2 separate regions of the Zea mays genome follow, and region 2 is linked to region 1. Evidence: chromatin contacts called from public Hi-C data. All regions are on one chromosome and are shown on one strand. The core of a region is the stretch at or near the end of the contact, and the rest is flanking DNA. Distances in the headings are between cores, read along the strand shown. Region 1 overlaps LOC100194347. Region 2 holds the start of LOC100304295.

The links. A called contact is a pair of places that touch in the nucleus more often than the background predicts.
Region 2: a Hi-C map of tassel shows a contact between it and region 1, with 3 times the contacts expected there. The contact joins the promoter of LOC100304295 here to the enhancer-like site in region 1. A contact is called at or near these places in 2 of 25 Hi-C or Micro-C datasets (endosperm and tassel).

The regions. Positions count from the first base shown.
Region 1 is chr8:147,235,770-147,239,260 of Zm-B73-REFERENCE-NAM-5.0, reverse strand. It overlaps LOC100194347, which reads right to left. Exons shown (of 14, transcript NM_001359459.1): 13 at 3,447-3,491; 14 at 1,808-3,375. The coding sequence ends at 2,337. Among protein-coding and RNA genes, the nearest start is that of LOC100194347, 8.7 kb to the right of the region's middle. Within about 2 kb of position 1,895, at least 19 of the 20 cell types and tissues checked have an H3K27ac peak or open chromatin away from gene starts, as enhancers often do. A contact at or near this core is called in endosperm and tassel, where this site is marked.
Region 2 is chr8:148,204,599-148,208,089 of Zm-B73-REFERENCE-NAM-5.0, reverse strand. It overlaps LOC100304295, which reads right to left and starts at 1,512. Exons shown (of 2, transcript NM_001361278.1): 1 at 302-1,512. The coding sequence starts at 868.

The DNA.
Region 1 (3,491 bases), core at 646-3,145:
CCTTGTATTGCACATCATTAGGGTACGTACACTGATAATGGAGGCATCGACAACGCACCTCTAGTACACCTGCCTGCCCATAATCTGCATATAGGAGTATATAGCGGAACAATAATGCAAATTGAATGGTGTGGTCTCTCTCTACTATCTCTCTCTCTCTCTCTTCAGTGACTTCGCAGCAGCAGGATGGACGATTGGATTCCCTAGAGCTGTAGCCTGCAGTGTAGAGCATGTACGACTGCACGAGAAAGTTCATAGCCACGTCAGCCTGGAGTTATCCGTTCATGGCATGCTGCGGTCCTCCTGCCTGCGTACGTACGCACGGATATAAACTTAATTCACCACCGCTCCGATCGTGGTGCCTCACGTAACGCACGGAAACGGGAAACGACGCATACATATGCAGCAGACACGCTGCTTGCTAGCTAGCTGTTGGCGACTCCTGCACAGTGTGTGCGTGCCTTGGAATTTGACGGGTGTACAGTGCACACGGGCTCACAGAATTTAGGAGTACAACGAAGAAGTGCCCCCCGACCCGAATCTGCGACGACGACGACCGGACGACGTATGCATACTTGCATCGTTGTACATGGCACACAGCTAGCAGTACATACACGTGTGCCAACTGCCATGCATGCGTGCCCCTGTATACTGTACAAGTCCCTGTACTGCACGCTGGCTGGCCGCTCTGCCGACCGTGCATGCTTGCTCCATCGCTCGTCACGTCTCACTGCAGCCCCGGGTGGCCCCGCCCCTCTCGTGACTTGCATCGCGCGCGCATGCTGCTGTGACAAGTGGTTGATGAGCTCAATGCTGTGTGCGCACTGTTGCTCCGCCCGGATCTGTGCCAGGAGAACAAACATGAAATAATGGTGCAGAGAGAGAAAGAGAGAGAGAGGTTGCAGCCGTTCTCTCTCTCTACTGCCACTGCCACCGCCACCGCCGCCGTGAATGTGATCACGTGGCGCCCCCATCCATGCATGCATTTCATCCGTCGCATTTGTAGCCCTGCATTCCTGATCCGCAGCCTACCGATGGCCGTTGCGTGTACGCTCCCACAGTGTTCGTTTCCCAATCAATCAACAGCCCGCGCATCATGCATGCATGCATGCCTTCCACATCCACTTGTCCCCCGTGCCAAGCAAATATATGCTTGCGAGGGAGAGAGATCACACTGAGAAAGGACAGATGTAGATGACACTTTTAACTAGTTAGCAGCTAGATGTCATGTTTGGCCGTTCGTCCTGTTTGATGTCTCTATAAATAGTTAAGTAATTAAAAAATATATTTAATGATAAAATAAAATAAGTATTTACAGAAGAATTAAATATTACGGTCGGTTTAAAGTGTGTAAAAGTAAAAAAACATCATGTACTTTGGGACCACATTGGTGAGACAAAATGGTAGACAACACAGGGACACTACCCGCATCCTCCTGACTCCGTCTGATGATACATGCGTACGTATAGGTACGTACTCATGTGGAGTGAAGGCCAGATCGCCATTCAATTTTCCCTGAGCCACTGATTCCTGCCGCTCATCAACTGCAAATATTCCTGCTGTGCATGCCCCATCCAATGCATCACCCATCAATAGTACACTCTGCATGCAATGCAATGCAAGCTAGTGGTACACACACAGGCACAGGGATGTAGGGCCGTGTAGCGAATTGATGAAAATGCTCGATAGGAGAGTTGTCCATCGCATGCACGGCTCACAGCACCACTGCAGTTGAACCCCCAGTCCTGTACAAGGTCAACGTCAGAGATTTGGGACACAAGAATCCAACCAAGGATAGCGAGTATAACATCTGGCTTTTGTCTATAACACCGAGTCACCAAATATATATAAGGCCAAACATTGTTGGTGGAGCGTGGAGTACATGAGAAAGGTCCACCTATAAGGCCCATTAAACATTGTTGTACAATTTTGCGCGGAGTACATGAGAAAAGGTACACACCTGTAAGGCCCATTAAACATTTCAAAACTTCACAGCCCATATAAACATGTCAACTATTCACAAACTCTGAAAGCTACAGCCGAGTTTGGACAGAAATATACACAAAACATTTCTTCTGTCACCAGTATGAAGATGGCCTCGATGCCCAATTCAAAACCCTAAGCACGGGAGCATGAGAAAAGGTAAACCTCTGCAAGATCCCCGAAGTAGAATCCCTTCAGACTATAAACCAAGGCCACCCAGCTTCAAAATGAACAAAAAGAACTGCTTTCGCCACATGCATGTCCAAAAGAACAGTATGATGCTCACCTTACAAAGGTTTGAGGATGTACACATTGACAATCCGAACGCGAAGAACAGAGGCGACCATCTCTTACTAGAGTAAATCCAGGATAGGTTGTTGTCCTGATGCCGAGTTGGCATGAGGCCTTGATGCTCGGGAGAGTGCGGACTGTCCTTGATTTCTACCGCGCCCTCTTCCAACCGATGTGGATGGAGGAGGGGCAAGTCTTAGTAGCCCATGTGCGGCATTGTTGACCGACGTCGACAATGATCCAGAATCAGATTTTGGTAGCATCATGCTCAGGCCTGTACTGGAACTACTTGGATTGGAGAGACCTGTGCTCAATCCTCCATTTGGATTTCCGAAACCTAGAGCTGCACTGCCCTGATTCAAATAGCTGCCAGTTGAGTTTGTGCCCATTAGATTAGACGTGTTTGACCAGCTCATTTGGTTGCTTTTCGTTTGCCCTACAGAATTCCCGCTGCCACCAAAAACTATGTTGCCTGAGCTAAATCCCGAAATATTTTGATTTATGCTTGGCCAATGCTCGGTTGCTGAAATGCTATTAACATTGCTAGGTATTGGGGGCCAATCAGCAAAAGGATCAATATCATCAACTCCATCGCTAGACAGCCTTCCAGAACCATTATCCTTGCTAATAGACAAGGGTGCATTGAAGTTGGATGACGAGCTTCTTCGAGGAGGCCACTCAATGTCGACAGGGACACATGAGCCAGAAATTTTAGGTCCTGAACTAGCCGCAAGAGATTGTAGTGATGGTTGTGGTTGCGCAGGTGGGATTGTAGCTGCTGTAACATGAGAAACTGATGGTGGCTGCTTTGCCTGGGTGCTCAAATCAAAGGGGAGTGTTGTGGATTGCTTTGTTTGAGTACCGAAGTCAAAAGGGTCTACTGAGGGTTGCTTTGTTTGTGCACTAGAATCAACTGAAAGAGATGGAACACCGGATTTCTTAGTAGGACCCCAGTCTTCATCCCATGCAGGGCTGCTCTTTGCAACTGGTATTTGTCCTGACATAGGTTCAGAATGGATCCCGTTTGCCAATGAAGGTGATGATTTTACCTCTGTGTTCCCATTATCTGTAACAGTCACACCACGCTTCTCTTCAATCTTGCTGTAGAAATACGTAGTAGTTTAGTTGACATATTGATGGACACGTAGAGAGCAATGCAGGATAAATGATACCTTGTAATGTCCTTGACAAATAGCATATACTTGGCAAATTGTTGT
Region 2 (3,491 bases), core at 263-2,762, 970 kb before region 1:
TTTCGAGCGAGCAGCAATGGGGCTGCTGCAAGGCGAGTTTTAAAGCCAAGGTGTCAGCCATTAATGGCGGTTCCTCCGGGTAAGCCCCACTAAAAATTCTTACAAAAAATATGAGTGCCAGTGGGTGTCCCCATGGACCACCAGGCCAGTCCCAGCCTGTAGTCGCGAGGATCTCCTTCCCTGCGCAGGACGAGCGGCCAGATCAGACGATCTCGGCCGTCGGGTCCCGAATGGACGGCCCAGGGTTTATCATTTCGACGCTATATTTAATAACTGTGCGGTTTTCGCGCGATGGGTTCACCTTGATCTCGGGGATGACGTAAGCCATGTTGCAGAGGAAGGCCAGCTGCGCGAACAGCCGCGCGTCTCCGAGCGGGGCCCTTGCCAGCAGCTTGGCGAAGGAGTGGCGGTCCCACCTGGCATCCTCCTCCTCGTCGTCGTAGCTCACGCCGCACCCGCCGTCGTGGTGGTCAGCGTCGAGGCGGTAGAGGTCGTCGTCGTCGTCGTCGAGTACGTCGCGCTTGGTCGGGTCGTGGAAGCGGGAGCGGAGCTCGAGGAGGCGGCCGAGCCAGTGCGCCTCGGGCCTCCGGGCGGGCGGCATTTCCGGCCCAGGCTCCTCCGGCGGGTCGTCGTCGGCGACGGTGAGCAGCCGGGAGCCGTCGGCGCCGCCGTCGGGCAGCGGCGGCGGGCGCAGCGGCGCCGCGCCGAGCTGGAACGGGAACACGCCGATGGAGCGGCTGGTGGTGAGCGCGGCGCCCGCGCGGCGCGGGCAGCGGAGGTGCGGCTCGGAGCGCGAGCGCCGGATGCCGGCGTGCATGGCCGCCGCCGGCGCCGCCGTGCCCGCGGCAGCGACGGTCGCCGCCGCCATGTCAGCGTGGCGTCCTCTCGCTCGCGATCTCGGAGGCGTGGGGAGGGCGAGAGGGAGGTTAATCCGGGGCGGGCAGCTGCGCTCCGCCCGCGCGGTGGAGACGTTTGGGCGGTTGGTGGTTAGCCTGTTGGTGGCGACGACGGACGACCAGCTAGCTACAGAGACGGCGGGCTCGGTTAGTCAGCCCGGAGCGGAGCGGAGCAGATCTGGTTAGAGCACTGGGCAATTCTGCAAATGGCGATGCGAGGGCTTTAAAGAGCACACACAGTTGGGGCAGGGCAGGTCGGCCGCGGCGCGCGCGGTGGTGGTGGAAACCGAAGGTGCCGGGGCAAGAGCAAGAACGAGAAGCCGGAGACGGCACGACAGCGCGAGGACTGGTGAAGTGGGCAGATGACCGCGCTTGCCTCCGCCACGGCAGCGCGGAGTAGTAGCAAGCTCTGTGATGAGACTGGAGGGGTATTTCCGGGAACAGCGAACGCCAGTAGGTCACTCGAGTAAAAGTAAGCGCTGGTGTACGCACGCACGCGGCCACGCGGGGTCGGGTCGCGGGAGGGCGGCCGAAACGGGAGAGAAGAAAACATCAATCACGGTCAGTCAGTCAGTCACAGCAAGGTCGTCCGGCATCGGTGTCTCCGCCACCGGCGTGGCAACGAAAAGAAAGCGAGGAAGCAGCGGAGGCGCACTGGAAGAATATGCTCGGCGTGGCTCGGTTTCGGCGCCCGCGGACATGGTACGTGCCAAACGCCCGGTGTTGCTTTCCGAGCTAGAGCGGAATTCCTACTACTACTCATCATAAACAGCTAGGGGATCGAACTCCGGCGTCCGGTTTCGCGTAAATATATAATCGCCGACAGTTACTCCAAACAAAACACCCGTTCTATTATATTTGTTGTCTGTTACCGCCACCGAACTCCAGCCAGCCCGGCGCGGCGCGGGCTGTTCGTGTCGTCCGGACAAAGAGCTTCGGATCGGCGGCAGGCAGGAGGTACCCTGCTTTATTTTTCCGAGATTATATTCTGATGAGCGGACAGAGAATATACGAATCGGTCCGGCTTTTCTGCAGGCGTCGGATACGCCGTCCCTCGCTCGCGTGGACGCCAACGCTGAGGTAAAGATCGTCACGCACGCACGCACGAACTATACGTGCGCGTCGGGGCAGATCTAGTGACGGCGGCGACCGATTCATCAGCCGACAGCGACCACGGGTTGTATTAGATTAATTGGCCATCGCCCATCGGTTAGAGTATTAATATTATTATTATGCAGTGCAAAGGGCTTGATCGTACATTGGAGAACTGCTATTGTTGTGTGCGTGTATATGTATAATAAATTCCCACTGGTAATCGCGAGGAGGAGAGCCATCTTGTCAGCTTGCTGCCTGCCCTACTGACCGCTGATTGGCTTTAGGCCCTGTTTGTTTCAACTTATAGATTATATAATCTAGATTATAATTTAGATTATATAATCTAGATTATTTGCTCTGAATTAAATAAGCTAGGTGCTGCTGTTTGTTAGCTCAGATTATTTGGACTCGGCTTATTATTCATATGCATACAAATACAATAATACCCTTGATTGTTTTAATTGTCTGGTGGGTGAGAACGTTTATGGATAGGTGAATGACAATTGGAAGTAATTTTAATCAACTTGTCATAGGTAGTGGGTCTTTCATAAAAAATAAGCTGAAATAAGCACTCTTTGATGAGCTTATAGGATTATCATAATCTCAAGTGCTAGATTATATAATCTTATCAGATAAGTTGCTTGTTTGTTTCCTCACTAGCTTATTTACATTGGATTATATAATCTATATAGATTATAATCTCAAACAAACAGGGCCTTAGTATTGGTTAGCTATCAGTAGGTATTAATCCCGGCACATGCATGGGTCCGGAATCTTATTATTACATGCCGTCGTCCGCTCCAAATGTCGATCTGGGCCGGCTGTCGCGCATCCTTGATCGCCGCTACTACGCCTAGTCGCCTACGCACATGCGCGAATGCAGCATGCGTCGCGCGGTGGCGGAAGCTGGAGAGTGCATGCAGAGCGCAGGGAGGCAGGCAGGCAAGCATGGGGAGTGCCCGGCCGCGCCAGCCGCCAGGTGGCCCTGCATGCATCGCGCGGGCGCCCTCCTGGCATGCATATGTGCTTCGTGGGGTGGGTGGGGGGCTTGCGCTTGCCACCTTGCCCTCGCCGTACGTGGCTCCGCCGCCGCTCTGCGTGCCGCCACGTGCCAACTGGCTATGGCACTACGGACACCTGACCCGAGTCCTTCTCGTCGTCACGTGCTGTAGACGACGATCTACTGCTGGTTACGTGCAGGTACAGCCCTGTTTGGCGTTTCGCAGAGCTGATTTTTTCTGCCAAACTATGGTCTTGTTTGGGAGAGCTTCACTTCAAAAATTTCAATTTCGTTCTAACTTTTTCAACCCAAACAGGTTCAGCTCCACGAGCTTTAGTTTTAAAAAAAATCGAAACTAGAGGCCCGTTTAATGAAATTCATGAAGCTCCTTAGAGGGTGCTCCAAAAACACTGTTTTTATATCTCCTCATGAAGTTGTACGAAAATTACCCACCATGCCACTGGTTACGCAACATACAACTTCCGTTCTCTCTGGCGACA